Linked DNA regions of Mus musculus: region 2 is linked to region 1. Evidence: chromatin contacts called from public HiChIP or PLAC-seq data. All regions are on one chromosome and are shown on one strand. The core of a region is the stretch at or near the end of the contact, and the rest is flanking DNA. Distances in the headings are between cores, read along the strand shown.

The links. HiChIP or PLAC-seq counts read pairs in DNA pulled down with a chosen protein or histone mark.
Region 2: a contact with region 1 is called in a FOXA1 HiChIP or PLAC-seq map of pancreatic cancer cells. The contact joins two enhancer-like sites. A contact is called at or near these places in 2 of 484 Hi-C or Micro-C datasets (liver and nephron progenitors), 1 of 115 datasets of contacts at active chromatin or transcription factors (pancreatic cancer cells) and 3 of 9 other capture datasets (adipose tissue, embryonic stem cells and liver).

The regions. Positions count from the first base shown.
Region 1 is chr6:114,786,317-114,794,058 of GRCm38.p6, reverse strand. All of the region lies in intron 18 of Atg7 (autophagy related 7), which reads right to left. Among named protein-coding and RNA genes, the nearest start is that of Gm52917, 56 kb to the right of the region's middle. Within about 2 kb of position 3,773, at least 21 of the 459 cell types and tissues checked have an H3K27ac peak or open chromatin away from gene starts, as enhancers often do. A contact at or near this core is called in pancreatic cancer cells, where this site is marked.
Region 2 is chr6:114,984,841-114,992,582 of GRCm38.p6, reverse strand. No RefSeq gene overlaps it. Among named protein-coding and RNA genes, the nearest start is that of Gm38876, 43 kb to the right of the region's middle. Within about 2 kb of position 4,127, at least 112 of the 459 cell types and tissues checked have an H3K27ac peak or open chromatin away from gene starts, as enhancers often do. A contact at or near this core is called in pancreatic cancer cells, where this site is marked.

The DNA.
Region 1 (7,742 bases), core at 2,524-5,023:
GCTAATGAGACTCGGTCTCAACACCAAACCTCTCTCCTCCCCAGAAAAAGATGCTGATTTACTTATATTTGTAAGCTGAAGTTAGGAGCCCTTAGATCCATGGTCTTACTGAGGCTTTGTGGATGGCCTATGAAAGTAAGCTGTGTTAACTAGTCCCCATCAGGATAGGGATAATGCGGAGTGAGGGGAACACAGGGCATAAGACTCTGCAAGTTTAGGTCAGCACAGGGACTCTGCTTTGCAGATTAACCCTGCTATGGCTAAGTGTTCAGTGAGCTTTCCCATGGGTTTCACTGTCTCGGTTTTTTTTTTTTTTTTTTTTTTTTTTAGCTTTTTAAATCTTTTTTTTAAATTAGGTATTTTCTTCATTTACATTTCAAATGCTATCCCAAAAGTCCCCCATACCCTCCCCCCCACACACCCCTACCTACCCACTCCCACTTCTTGGCCCTGGCGTTCCCCTGTACCGAAGCATCTAAAGTTTGCAAAATCTCTCTTCCCAATGATGGCCGACTATGCCATCTTCTGCTACATATGCAGCTAGAGACACGAGCTCCGGGGGTACTGGTTAGTTCATATTGTTGTTCCACCTATAGGGTTGCAGACCCCTTTAGCTCCTTGGGTACTTTCTCTAGCTCCTCCATTGGGGGCCCTGTGTTCCATCCAATAGCTGACTGTGAGCATCCACTTCTGTGTTTGACAGGCACCGGCATAGCCTCACAAGAGACAGCTATATCAGGGTCCTTTCAGCAAGATCTTGCTGGCGTATGCAATGGTGTCAGCATTTGGAGGCTGATTATGGGATGGATCCCCAGGTGTGGCAGTCTCTAGATGGTCCATCCTTTCATCTCAGCTCCAAACTTTGTCTCTGTAACTCCTTCCATGGGTGTTTTGTTCCCAAGTCTAAGAAGGGGCAAAAGTGTCCACACTTTGGTCTTCGTTCTTCTTGAGTTTCATGTGTTTTGCAACTTGTATCTTGTATCTTGGGTATTCTAAGTTTCTACGGTCTCAATTTTAGCACACATAGGCCATAAACCCACCATGTGAGGTGCCGTTAGGGGCTTAGTGCCTCAGAATTGGACAGCCATCAGCACTATCTAATTCAGCACCACTTCCCTTAGCCTCCAAGGTAAGCCAGTACACACCACGGCCGCTCTCCCCCAACCACTCCCCTCAGAGTCCCTGGGAAGGGCTCATCTCTTCCGTGTCTCTGGGACCTGTTGACTCTGCCTGCTCAGTTTCTAACAGCAGCACCTTCCATTCTTTGCAGGGGTTACCATGTTTTCCAGGGGTGCTGGTTCTTATGAGGTGCTCTGGTCATGGGAGGGACCCAACTCTGGGGCCTGCCTGCAGTGCCCAAAACACTTCTGCATGTGTAAATCCCAGGGCTTCTCTGTGGACACAGAGCCCCAGGCCCCACTGGTATGAGTTGGCGAGGCCATTTCGTCCCAGTGGCACTGAGAAGCACGGGTCAACTGCTTCCTTGGGTGAACCCTGTCAGCTGCTAAGTCAACAAGCTCCACCAGGCACAAGCTGATGGGGGCTCACCTCCCTCCTCAGCCATTACTGGGACTGACCTAGCCTCTCCAACACCCCCACCCCCAAAAACTTGATAAATTACCAGATGTTCTAGGTTATTTTAAATCTGCCTTCTGTCCTTTCTTACCCCATCTCCAGCAACATGTCAAATGTTATCCTGGGCCACACTGATCAAATATCCAAGGAGGACATGCCAAAGTGTCTCTGTTACTGAAAACAAGGTCAGGCTTGGGCAGTGGGATCAGTGAGAACCGAGACAAGCAGGAGAGCGTGAGCTGAGTGTGAATTATCTACTGAGAGACACTGGAGATACCAACTGCAGAGACTTGGGAGTTTCCAACTTCAGTCAAAGTGACAAAGGGAAATTCAGTCTTAATTCAAAAAGCCAGAGCCTATGTAACTCCAGAGGATATGTCGAGCTCGGAAACAGGGAAAAGTGTGAAGTCTCAGGGTTTAGATGGCTCAGTGATTTAAGAGCGCTGGCTGAAATTGTGTGCACCACTGGCTCTCAGCCATCCCAAGGCAGCCTGTTAAGGCTCTTGACACAGCAAAATAGACATGGGGTCTCAGAAGCTAAGGTGTCTTTCCTGAGACCACTGTACAAGGTTCTGAGGGCGGGTAGTCTCTGAGGGTGGTGATGGAGGGAAGATGGGGGCTCTGTGCCCCCCACAAAGTAACATTTGGTTGTAAAGAAGTGATGTGCTGAATTGAGCCTGGCCAGCCAATCGGTGCTTCATTAGGGTCTAGTTTTTCATTAGTGGGAGAGCCATAACCAAAAGAATACGCAGGAAACACTAACCCAGGATCACTTCCTTCTAAGGTTTGTGAAAGTTGCCAGTGGTCTATGGAAACTACATGGTATCCCTTCCCCTCCCTCTCAGCACCTCTCCTCCTCCTTCCCTTCAAGCCTCCATGGCCCCCATACCTGGCCGCTCACCCCAGGTCTGTAATTGTGCTCTCACACAGAACATCTCAGAGCCTGTCCCTTATTTATCTCTAACACCACCTACTTCCTATGGACAGTAGGCTGGTGCTTCTTGGTTGCAGGGCCATAAGACAAACTCCCAAACCTTTTCTGACTGTTCATGCTACAGTTGCCCTCCATCCCTGACCCCTCTGACAACTCCTTTTTTGAACTGTTGAGGCTCCACGGGGTCTGGTTGCTACACGTTTATTTATATTATGCTGATATAAAAAACACAAGGAAGGGGAGAGAGGCTCTTAAGGCTTTGTCATACAGGCACAGGGGACATCTTGAAGTTCCATCATATTGAAACTGGCTCGGGTTTACAGATTGTTCCATGGCCTCAAGAAATCCCCGCACCTTCAGGCAGGGGAAGAGCGAGGTGCTTGCTGAAGTTGACATCTGGGAACAATTGGTTCAGCAGCAACAGCTCCGGCTGTCTCCTGACCAAACGCTCCACTGGGGCCCATAACCCCACATCGTTCATGGGTGTGAGGCCCAGATTGCTGCTCATGACATATTTCCACACTGGTCTGGAGGCAGAGACACTGTTCTTGCTTGTGGCCATCTGAACAGAGATGAGACCACATACTGACCTCTGACTCCCTTCCCTCTGAAGTCTACAGCGGAGCAATATAAGGGCAGGGTGTGGTCCTTTGCTGTCCAAGAGGTCCTGCCCCATGATGTTGGCAGGACCAGTACATGGGTCCCAATCCACATGGACACTTCCAGGACTGTGGAGATAGGAAGACACACTGTGCTATAACTCCAGGACTGTGGGGATAGAAGGCACACTGTGCTATAACTCCAGGACTGTGGGGATAGAAGGCACACTGTGCTATAACTCCAGGACTGTGGGGATAGAAGGCACACTGTGCTATAACTCCAGGACTGTGGGGATAGAAGGCACACTGTGCTATAACTCCAGGACTGTGGGGATAGAAGGCACACTGTGCTATAACTCCAGGGAAAGTCCTTGAGGGGCCTCACAGCAAACTCTTTGAGAGACTGGCTGAATAAAGAGTTTGTTTTTGGTGTCTGTGGTTAGATGACAAGATGGGGGTAAATTCATAGAGTAAAGTCCAGCTTGGTGGCAGGTTGGGGACTGGAATTTCATGATCTGCACCAAACTTCCCAATTTCAATTGTTCCTAACAAAGTGGGGAGCAGGTGCAAATGTGGGAGTAAAATTAAGAGTATGTGGACTCATGACTGACTTTGGGCGTGAGTGCTAGTACTAACACCAGCCCCTCCCTGGTTGGGAATTCCCCATTGCTCATTGCATTCATGCTCTTACAGAGAGCCTGTCAGTTACAATCACGTCACTACCTTAGCCTTATACCTCAAACTGACCAACCAGAGTAGCCCTTTCTTGCCCATTGAAAGGTTCAGAGAAGTCATGTGATTTAATCTTTGTGGATGATAGCTTTTTAAAAAGAGCTATTGCAGAAAAATAGTACTTTAGAATTGTCTAAACCCAAGTTTCTTGCTACCTAGAAACAAGAAGAACCCATTGTCAGAGAGAGTACAGAGATAATCCATAAAGAGCCTTGACATGAGATGCCCCCAGTCTAAACTCCTCCGGCTTGATTTCATGTGAAATTACATATTGGAGTGGGGGTGTAACAAGAGCAAATTCATCTGGTGAATGTTGAGGGCAATCATCACCCAAAGGAGACCAGATGGAAGAGGTGTCCTGACAGGAGAATAGGAAACCTCCACAGCCACACAGAAATCTCACTCAGCATGGCATGGGCTCAGGACCTAGGAATATCCTCAGCCATCGGGGCCATATGGAAGAACTCTCCATGGTTAATACAAGTGCTGCTGTCCTTATGCTCTGCCAGCGTCTCCACGACTTTCTGTGAATTCCTCACCCCGTGAGAAAAGGACATGATGGGTCTCGCCTCCCAGGGTAGTGCCATTCTCTTCCTTGTCAAATACCTAAAGGCTTCACCACAATATCATGGCTTCCCAGGTCCTTGCTCCTCATGGCCATACTTGTAGCATGGGCAGGAAGTCCTCAGAATCGAGGGCCTCTACATCCATCTCCTCAGGGCTCTCCAGGACCTCGGGCATCTCTGTGGTGGCAGGGTCTGGTGCTGGGTCCTCATCATGTCCTGCACATTGGAGTCAAAAGCCTCCTTGAGATCTGTTCCTCAGGAAGTCACTGGGCTCTGTGGGACCTTTTCCTGAAGTAATGCCTGCAGTAAGTTACTTTTGACACTAAATGTAGGTCGAGCTTTTGGCTTCTGTCACTCATAGTCCAGGTCTGGAGGGCTAAAGGAGTGTCTCACTGATGGCTGCTATGGCGACCACATGCACAAATGCAGAAAACTCTCTGATAAATACCAGCTATGACACAAGTGTCGGACATTGACCACAGGCGACATGGTTGTGACTGGCAGAGGGCTCTGGAGTAGCTGAGTGGATAGATTCTGGAGCACTCTATCACTCTATTGTGACTATGAAGCGCCACACTGCTCTCCCATAGCCCCCACAAATAATCTCCCCCAGCCTCACAAAGCCCCAGCCAGGATGGCCATGCTCTTTACCAACCCACCCAGCATGGATGGCTCATGTAGACCACGGCATGTGCTGGGAATTGAGCAGCTCCCTGACTGATTGACGTCAACCACAGCAGAGCTGGCCTTTAGGTTTCCCAGCATACCTGGCATACCCTGGCCCCAACCCTGAACTCTCCAGCTCAGGTGCTTCCCCCACCCCTGCATTTGCTTGCTGCTGCAGCTGCTGCTACTGCTGCCGCTACTGCTGCTTGTTGTTATTGTTGTTCTCCTCCTCCTCCTCTTCCTTCCTTCTCTCTCTCTTTCTCAGTCCCCCCCACCCCCACCCCATGGTGACTTCCCTGGCCTCGGTCCTTGGAGTCAGTAAACTCACCCAAGAACAGCTTTCTAATAAACCTGCCTTTAACATATTCTAATCTGGCTTAAATTGGCTCATTTCAACCAGCAGAGAAATAACCCATCACTGACAAACTAGTCTTACAGAATCTTATAAGAGGAAGTCAAACGTCAGTTATTCCTGAATGAACCAAGGGCAGAGCATAAGGCCGGCCGTTTCTTCCGAGGCTCATTCATGGCTTCCTGGCAGTGCATTTGGATGGGTAGCTAGCCATCTCTGAAGCAGTGCTTAAAATGCTGGCACCAGTCCTCTCTATAGATGCAGTGAAGGGGTCTCTCCCTTGTTCCTCTTTCATCATGAGAGTACCAGAGAGTTCCACGGAGAAGTCAGAGTGTGGATGAGGAGGACAATCAAAACTGTTCAACCTGGGTGGTGAAGACTCGCTCTCTCATCATAGGAGACTGACTGAGATGAACTCATCTTTGACCTTTCGGATGCAAGTGGTACAGGGTGCTCTGAGCATTACATGTTTCCAGAAAAACTCCCTGACAATTCTGATGGGAACATGGATAGAGAGGACTTGGGACTCTGACCAAGGCACACGGCTCATCTGGAATTAGAATGCAGTCAGCAGGCCGCATCATATTTTTCAAGTGAATAACTAAGTCACGCTACTGTGCTTTCTTCTTAATGCAGTAGAACATGCCAGAAACTTCAGAGTTGAAACAGTGGGACAAGCCATTGGAGAGAGGAATCCAAACAATCACAAATCTAAGTTGTTAGCCACACTGGTAATCAGGACAGTGGGGATCAACATTCTAATGTGAGAATGTTGCAAGTCTAACAGATTGGGGACAATTTCAAAATATGATGTGCCAAGAATTTGGCAAGGACATGGAATTACAGAAGCTTACACTGGCCCAAATGCTGCTGGAAAGCAGGCTGTCATGATCTGATGAAGCACATTTTCGATGACTCAAAAATTGTGATCCCAGGTAAACAGCATATCATTGGTATCCTAAGCTCCGTGGATGACCAAAGAAAGAGAGACACTCGAGGATGTGGTAAGGCTTTGCTAACAGCAAGGTGGGACAGCCTCAGAGGACTGAACCCAGAGCAGTCTTGCAGAAGTGCTTTTATTGATTGTTACACATTCCTGGTTAGCCAGGAATGTCTTGCAGCTGAGGTCATGCAAAGGGTCTGAAGTTCCCATAGGAAGAGCAACCCCATAACTCCCAGATAAGAAAACTGATTATTTATAAAAGGCTAAGTGGCCATCACTCCAGAGTAAATGCCAGGTAAAATGCCACTTCTAAATATCCCACTACAGTGTGTGTCTAAGTGGGGATGATATCTACCCATAAAGGAGTGAAACCTGAGTTTGGGTAGCTAAAAAAACCAAATCACAGGTATGACCTTGGTTGGTAGCCCTACAAAAACTGACTCTATCCAGCATTATTATTAAGCTCATGACAGACACACTGACACAGTGACGGGCAGTGCAGGACCCTGTCCCCGCCCTGAAGTGTGTTGGAGAGAGGGACTTTCTAACTAGGGAAAGGCGCATGGCGACCAGAGCAAACTGCAGACACAGCACAGAGCAGATGTCCCACAATTCCACTCACGGAAGTTCAGGACAGAAATGCATTCATTGTTTGAGGACGTGTTCCCTAGAGTTAACGATGAAAAAACAGGGTGTGCGGAGCGGCCACCAGGACTGCAGGCGGCAAGCAGCACATGGGCTGGGAAGGGCGAGTTTACATCACACTTCATTCATGAAGCCATGGAGGACCCATTATATTTTTTTCTGCATGTATTGTGGATGACTTTAAAATATTAAGACAAAAAAAATTTAAAAAAAAGAGAGCCAAGCAGGAGGGGATTCCCTTGATCATTGTCATTTAAATGTCTTGAAAGCAATTGGGGCATCAAGTTCTCCCCCCTCAGAGGCATGTGGCCCTGTCAGAAGCCTGTGCACCTGGGTCCAACGAGTCAGAACCCATTCCTCAAAGGAGATGAGGGCTCGAGTTAGCAGGCTCAGCAGGGGTCCCAGGCAGATCTCAAGGGGAAAGAAACAGGTTGAGACAAGATGGATGAATTGAATAAAGTCAGGGACCACACAGCAACAGAAGGATGGACTGCAAGCCTCCATGCCTTCCGGTTCCACAGCCACAACTCAATAAAGTGCAGATGGAAAACAGCATCTCTGCACTGAGCATGGACAGGATTTTTGCTTTGTTTTGTTTGAGATAGGGTTTCATATAACCCAGGCTGGCCCTGAACTCCTTATGTGGCTGAGGGTGGCCTTGAACTGCAGATCCTTTGGTTTCTACCTCTCAAAGGCTGGGATTAAAGACATGCAGTGTTACTGTGCTTAG
Region 2 (7,742 bases), core at 2,878-5,377, 200 kb before region 1:
GACAGTGGTTTCCACAGGCCTCAGTGGGTACCCAGATCTCAGTTCAAAATCCCAGCCTATTGCTCTTGAGTGGAATGGCCCCTGGAGGCCTTCATCCTCTGGGAAATCGACTTTCTTCCTCTGAGAAATGAGGATGGCATCTACCGCCAGGGTTGGCTTGAGTCTTAGTAAGTGCCATAGTACTTTATCCACTCTAAAGAGTGTCGATGTTGTCTTGTGTTTGATGAAGCCAGGTGATTATGAGCTTGTGTCTTGCAATGAGGAGAATGCTGGATATGGGAGACTTACCCACTGCCACAGTGGCACCTCATGGAAGTCACGACCCGCTCCTCCCAGCAGCCCCGGGGGAGGTTGTGATGTTTCCATTCTGCAGTTGCCTCACGGTACCTCACAGGCTCAAGTTCAAGTTTCCACTCACCACTCACTGTGTGGCCCTGGGGATTTCATTTACCCTAATTACTATGCTCAGTTTTCTCTGAAGCTGTAGTCTCATTAAGGCTGGCACCACCCAGGAGCCCACTCTGCTCCTTTTTGAAAACTCAAACACCTTAGAGCTGCATTGACTCTGGAAAAAAAAAAAAAAGAAAGCTCAAGTGGTCCTTCACATACACACACACACACACACACACACAGAGGGAGGGAGAGAGAGAGAGAGAGAGAGAGAAAGAGAGAGAGAGAGAGAGAGAGAGAGAGAGAGAGAGAGAGAGAGAGAGAGAGAGAGAGAAACACACCCACAGGAAGATGGAGAGGGAGAGAGAGAGATTAAGTCACTGATGCTTTGAATGTCTCTGTTTCATGCCCACTCTTATTCAGTCAGACATCCAGTCAGACATCGCCCTATCATATCCTGCTCACAGTTGGATCATAGTAAGTCATTAGTAAACCAAACCTGAGACAAGTCATCTCCACCATATTAGTGTGACTTTCTGTAAAACCTCTCAACATACAAACCTCTCAGAACTCGTTTACAAAACAGGTACTGGCTCAGTCTTAAAGGACTCTGGTATAGCATAGGCACTGAGGCCTGATCCCAGAACCCATAGTTTAAACAACAACAAAGTTGTGGCTGGGCATGATAACACACCCCTTTAGTCCTAGCACATGGGAGGCCCAGGCAGATGAATCAGTCTCTGAATTTGAAGCTAGCCTGATTTATATAGTAAGTTCTAGGCCAGCCAGAGCTACATAGTGAGACCCTGTCTTAAAACAAAACAAAGAGCCAGGCCCTGCCGCATGTAGCTGTAATCTGGGGATTCCTAGGATCTCTGGCCAGCCAGTCGAGTTGAATCGCCAGCTCCAGGTTCAGTGGGAACCTGTGTCTCAACAAAAAAAGAGGAAGAGAAATCGAGGAAGACACCCAACGTGGACCCTGACCTCCACATGCATGCATACAAGCACACACATGTACACAGACCCACAAGTGCACACACACATATGCAGACACACACACGCACACTTACATGTACAGGGATGTGAACATACACCCAGACCAAAACCAAAACAAACAAAAAAACCATGACACACATAATAACATATACACAGATAGACCAAAAAAAAAAAAAAAAAAAGTGTGTGCTTGTGTACATGAATGGCTCGTATACAGCTGTTGGAACTGAATGGCCAGGCTCGCCCCTTCTTGATGAAAGTATAACGCTGCCCTGAGAGATACAGCTGCAGAGCAGGTCGGACACGTGGGAATTGGAAAACACCAGGATGAAGTCAGGAATGTGACAGAGATGAAGAGGATGCTGGGAGCTCAAAGCCTGGGGCCAGTATAATGGGTGAACAATGATTATTCAGTGACAGCAATGAGGAAATGGTCTCGTTCATAGCTTGAACCTTGCTATGTTTTTGTCCCCTCAAACTCCCATATTGAAATCCTTGCCCTTGAGATGACAGCATATGGAGATGGGCTGTGGAGTAGAGCGATGGCTCAGCTGTTAGGAGCATGTGCTGCTCTTCCAGAGAACCCGAGTTCTATCCCAACACCCACAAGATCAGTTCACAATTGCTTGTAACTCTGGCTGCAGGGGATCGGATGACCCCTTTGACCTCTGTGGGTGCTGCACTCACACCTACCCCTACACACACACACAAGTTTAAAAAATAAGTCTTTATAAAAAGAGGGCCTCTGAGGAGGTCCTTTATAGGACTGACCCACTTATGCCACCGGGAGGAGGTGAGCCTCACCAGACACCAAGGCTTCCAGAACTGTAGGGGGAAAATGTGTTTTTATTGTTATAAGCCATTGTGTCACAGCATTTTCTTAAAACAGCCAAATGGATGAAGATAAAACTTCAAAGGGAGAGTGGTAAGGTCAGGCTCAGGGCACGCCCTCTGTCTGGGACCTGTAGGTTCTAGCTGTGGGACAGTGGCATGTGGCCATTCAATGGAAAACACTCCTTCTCTGCTCTTGGTACAGCTGGCAAGTCCTGTGCCAACCTTACCTTACAATTAACAGCTGTTCATCCTTCATTGTTGCTGTTGGAAGGAGGAAGCTGGTGGGCCAGGTCTGTTGGGCCAGTTCTGAGGTGAGCACTCGCCTCAGACAAAAGGGCTGTTGTACCCATTGGTTCTCTGTGCCTTCCAAGCTACTAAGAGAGCTCTCCCTGGCCCTGTTTTCTCCAGGAAGTTCCCTGCATGTGCACAGAGCACCCGTCTAATCAAAGCATAAGGTGCCCCAACCTGTTTTAAGTGTCTACTTAGCCATGAACACATCAGTGGGTTTCGTGTTTCTGCTTAATTAAATATGTATGCTGTTGTAAATTGAGAAAAATTACAGCCATAAGCACACCAGCTCTGGAGAAAACAAGCTAGTGAGCTGGCCAGGACCGTGTCTGTGAGTCTATAAACCAGTGGTTTGGGCCATCAAATCTGCACTAGCCGTTTGCTTTTCTATGTGGGTTTTGTTGTTGTTTAGGTATTTTGTTTATTTTTATGTGAGTATGTGTGTAGCATATATACATGCGTGTGAGCCCTGGGTGCGGAGGCCAGAGGAAGGTAGAGGTCCTGCTCCTTTGCTGTCCACCATATTCCTTCAAGCCAGGGTCTCTCACTGAACCTAGAGCTAGGCTGGCAGCCAGCAAGTCTCAGTGGCTCTCCCATCTCTGTCCTCTGCAGCCCTGGGTTACACGCCCATGCAGAGACATGTCCACCTTTTACACGGGTGCTGGCTATTCACCCAGGCTCTCTCTCAGGCTTGCAAGGCAGGCCCTCTTCACTGCTAAGCCAGCTCACCTCCCCAGCCTTCTGTTTGTCCTGGTATCTGTTAATTTTTTTTAAAGCAAATTATATTTCGGAAACTTCGGAGTCACTAAGCCTTAGCTTTGTGACACTGAGTGAGGCTGTTAGTCCTAGGAAGCCACATTCTCCTCTGGGAGATCTTCTGCACTTGGCAGAACTCTCAAGATTAGCTTCGTGCATGTGAAACCCATAGCAAGGTCCTTGGCCTTGGCCTGGGGTGCTCTTAGTAGTATTAACATCAGAACACTCTGTTTAGCTCATGAAACACCAGGAGGGCTAGGCTGGGCTGGAAAATGTGGGGGTATCCTGCCTAGAATTCCCCCATTAGCAGAAGAGGCAGCTGAAGTCATGCAGAGAGGGGGACCCAGGGTCATATGGAGACACAAAGGTCCCACAGAATCCCAGCCCTGGTGGCTCTCCACTGGCTCTGCTGTTTTCTTCTGCAAACCCTGGCCTCTCTAAAATGCCCACATGCCTCCCCGGAGGCCATAGGCTAGTGCCTGTGCTCTCTTCTCTTTTGGTAGTCAGCCAAGAGGAACAAACTTGCAGTGACTCACCAGGTGAGCCAGTCCCCAGCGACTCTTCCTGTTATACAAAACACTCCTCTCTGACTGTGCCCACAGTTTGTATTCCCTGTTATTTCTATTCGTCCCTTCTGTTTGGAGAATCCATAAAGTGTGTATGTGTGTGTTGTGGGGGATGTGGAAGGGGGGTACCTACCCTAACACAAGACTACAGCCTGACATGCTAACCTTGTGGCCACCTGGAAGAGAAAAAGACTGGGTAGGCAGGTTGGCATGAGTTCAAGGTAGGGGCTGATGGCCGCCTCAGGGCATCGTGGAGCAGGTTTGGGCGGTAGTAGGGAGGGAGGGAGGGACTTGTCAGCTCTTGTCTGTGTGCTCAGCCTGCTCTCTGGGGAGAAAGAGACACCTGGCATATGCCAAAGGCTGGAGCACACAAAGGAACCCAGGAGGACCTTGGGGGTAGCATTGTTTCTCCAATTTGAGGCTCTCTTTTATTGTTTACAACACGCCATGTGCTTTTAAACTCCTGGTTGGCTGCCCCCACCACCTCCCCCATAAGCTCCTCAAATATACTGCCCCCCCCCCCCAGCACACTATCGGTTTGCACACCGCCTTCCTGCTTTGTGGCTCTGCTGGTTAGGAGTGGCTGCCTGCCCAATGGCTCTCCTGAAATCCCCATTAGGTCATCAACAGCCAATCAGAGCTTCTGATCAACTTGGCCTAACCTGTGTTTCTACCTGGGTTGACATAATCCTAAAAGCAAAGAAACTTGACAGCTTTCCTCAGCTAGCAGAGTCTTTTTACTGGCTTTTGAGAGCTTTCAAGTGCTTGCAGGGGTGTGGGGTGCGGGGGGGGGGGGGCTCCTTACTGCCTCAGGGAAATCTCTGTTGAGAGCCAATATGGAGCCCAAATCCATTCTTAGGCTCAGCTTGTGGATGGGGCTTCCCAGGAGTTAAGAGCAGATCACAGGCCCATTCAGCCGCCCTCCAGTGGCCTCTGCAGAGTCATATTATCCAGTTCAGGGCTAGCCATATGGCTCAGACGACAACATGAACTCAGACTTCAGTGCTGTATCAATCAGATACCATGGTACATACTACAACTCCAGCACCTAGAACATGGAGACAGCAACATGAGAAGCTCCGGGTCATGTTCTGTCTTCTACTGTCAAGCTTACAAGCATCCTTTGAGACCAGACCCAAGCCCAGTCCAAGCTGGGAGTACAATGGTGCACACCTTGGTCCCTGCACTTGAGAGGCAAAGGCAGACAGATCTATGGGAGTTTGAAGCTAGCCTGGTCTACATAGCAAGACCCAGGAGAGCCAGGGCTATGTAGAGAGACTCAGTCTTTAAAAGAAAAAAAAAAAAGAGTTAAGGGTCACCATCACAGTGAGTGATGGGACATGAAGGCCATTGTCTCCGCCATTTCCATCAGTCCTGGGGTTCACTGTGCTGAGGTCAGGGATCTTGTTTCCCTGACTTTCTATCCCCGCCAGGAACTAACTGTGGACAACAGCCAAGCTAGGTTCAGACTTTCATTAAAGTGTCAGGAACCTGGCTGTAGCATTTCGTCTGACTTGATTCTCCTTCCACTCTATGTCTTCTGCTAGCCAAAGCATCAACGGTGCTCAGAAGCCAGCTGAATGGCTGTGCAACTTGAGACATATGCGCCATTTTCCCTCTAACATCAAGATGCAAAAAGTCCTTTCATCCTCAGGTACATTCGAGACCTACCACGGAAGGAGTGCCAGCGGCCAAGGACACATGAGGATGCTCATTAGGGCAGTGCAAAGCCAAGCCACTGGGGCATAATCGGTTCACGAGTACCAGTATGGCTCTCGAAGTTAAAGGCAGAGTCCTGGTACAGTGCTGGCGGGGCTGTATCACACAGTAAAGCTGCTGTAGGTGACTGTTGGGTGGCTTCACACGGCTACCAGGACTCCAGTAATCAATCCTGCTGCATCGGCCTTGAGAAGTCAGGACTACAGGCAGGCACCACTGTCTCTCTCTAGTTTGTATACATACACACATACATACATGCATACATGCAGGCATACATAGATAAATGCATACATAGGTGTGTATGTTTGTGTGTGCATGCACATGCTGATGCACGTTCAAATGCCATGGCACCACATATAGAAGTCAGAAGACAGCTTACAGAAGTGGATTCTTCCACCATGTGATTCTGGGAATCAAACTCAGGTTGTCAGACTTAGCAGCAAGCTCCTATACTTGCTGAACCATCTCACTGGCCCCAACAGCCAAGATTCGTAAATGCTGTTCCCATTGGATGGCATTTTACACTTGTTAGGTTGAGCCCATAGAGCCTATAAAAATGTTCACAGTAAACCAAAATGCTAGATGCACTGCTTAAGTTATTTATATATTTATTCTGTGCTCACAGATTCTAAGCATGTTTCTACCATTGAGCTCCTCTAGCCTTCAAAGTTAGGTAGGTAGGTGGGAGGGAAAGAAAGGGAAGGAAGGAGGGAAGAAAGGAAGGAAGGAGCTATAATATTAAATCTATCAAATATGAGCTTATAGGATAGCCAGATCAACTCCTGTAATGTGTGTGTGTGTGTGTGTGTGTGTGTGTGTGTTACATGCGTATGTGTATTTAATGTGGACTATTCTAAGGATTTGAAACTAGGAGTGACTTGGTTTAGAGTCGTGTCTTTACCTCTTGTAGATTTGTTGCTCTAAGTTTCTTAATCTTTTGGAATCTCAATTCGACTATGTATTGAAAAGGAAATTATGGCGTGTCCACCACAGACTTAATGCCTAGAATTTAATGAATGACTAACACATGTAAAGGCTGGATAGGATCCACCCCTTGGTTAGGGCTTGGCACATGGCAACTGTGTAGGATGGTGACTTATGTACAGCTGCCTCCATGTATGTTTGTGGTGATGGTTAAGGGTATAAAGGCTGGGAGTCCAGTGGGTCCTCAGTCCACTTAATAATGAGATTGTCCCTAAGAAGAACCACACAAAAGGCTCATATTCTGTTGTCAATTCTGCAGGAGAAACAATGGGAAGAGAATGAAGCCTGGTTCCATTCCATTCAGCACATAGGATTTTAAATGATAGTGGAACGGCCAGAGCAGCAGCGGGGCAGGAGTGGCGAGCAGGGCAGCTCTGCAGCAGGCCGGCAGGTCCCACCGAGTCAGAGCGTATCCTGTAGGTCCTGGTCTCCCAGGACTGAGTTTTCTTTGCTAGCACTCAGCAGTACTGGATTTTTCTTTTGTTTGGGGGTCAGTGGGAGATTGAGACAGAGTTTCTCTGTCTCACCCTGGCTGTCCTAGACCTTGCACTGTGTAACAGCCCTGGCCTCAAACTCAGAGATTTACCTGCTCCAGTGCTGGGATTAAAGGCATGCACCACCACTACCAGGATCAACAGCACAGGGTTTTAAAAGGTGAAAAGGTGTGTGTGTACATGCATGGGGGTACGTGTGTGTGTGTGTGTCTGTGTGTGTGTGTCTGTGTGTGTGCATATGTGGAGTTTAGATGAAAACAGTTTAGAATGTATGAACACAGAATAAATAAATAACTTCTGGGTGCACCTGACATTTTGTCCCGCATGAAGGTATATGTTGTGACAGCTTGGTCCTGTCTATTATGGTGTTGGGAGCTGGTGAAGGTCTGAAGAGGCCCAGTTGGAGGCTACTGGGACCCTGGTCCTTTTCTCTTTCCCTCCCAGCTGCCATGAGCAGAGCCCTTTCTTCTGTCACAGTCTACAAAGCAATAGAGCTGGGAAAGGGGACTAATGGGACCAGGGGAGAAAGGAAGGGGACAAGGCCTGAGGAGGAATTGCTCAACACAACTTGTACATACACTCATACACACACACTCTCACACACACATATATATACATACATATACACACATATACATATCCTCTCACACACATACATATACAATATATATACACATACTCATACATAACTACACTCACACATACATATACACAA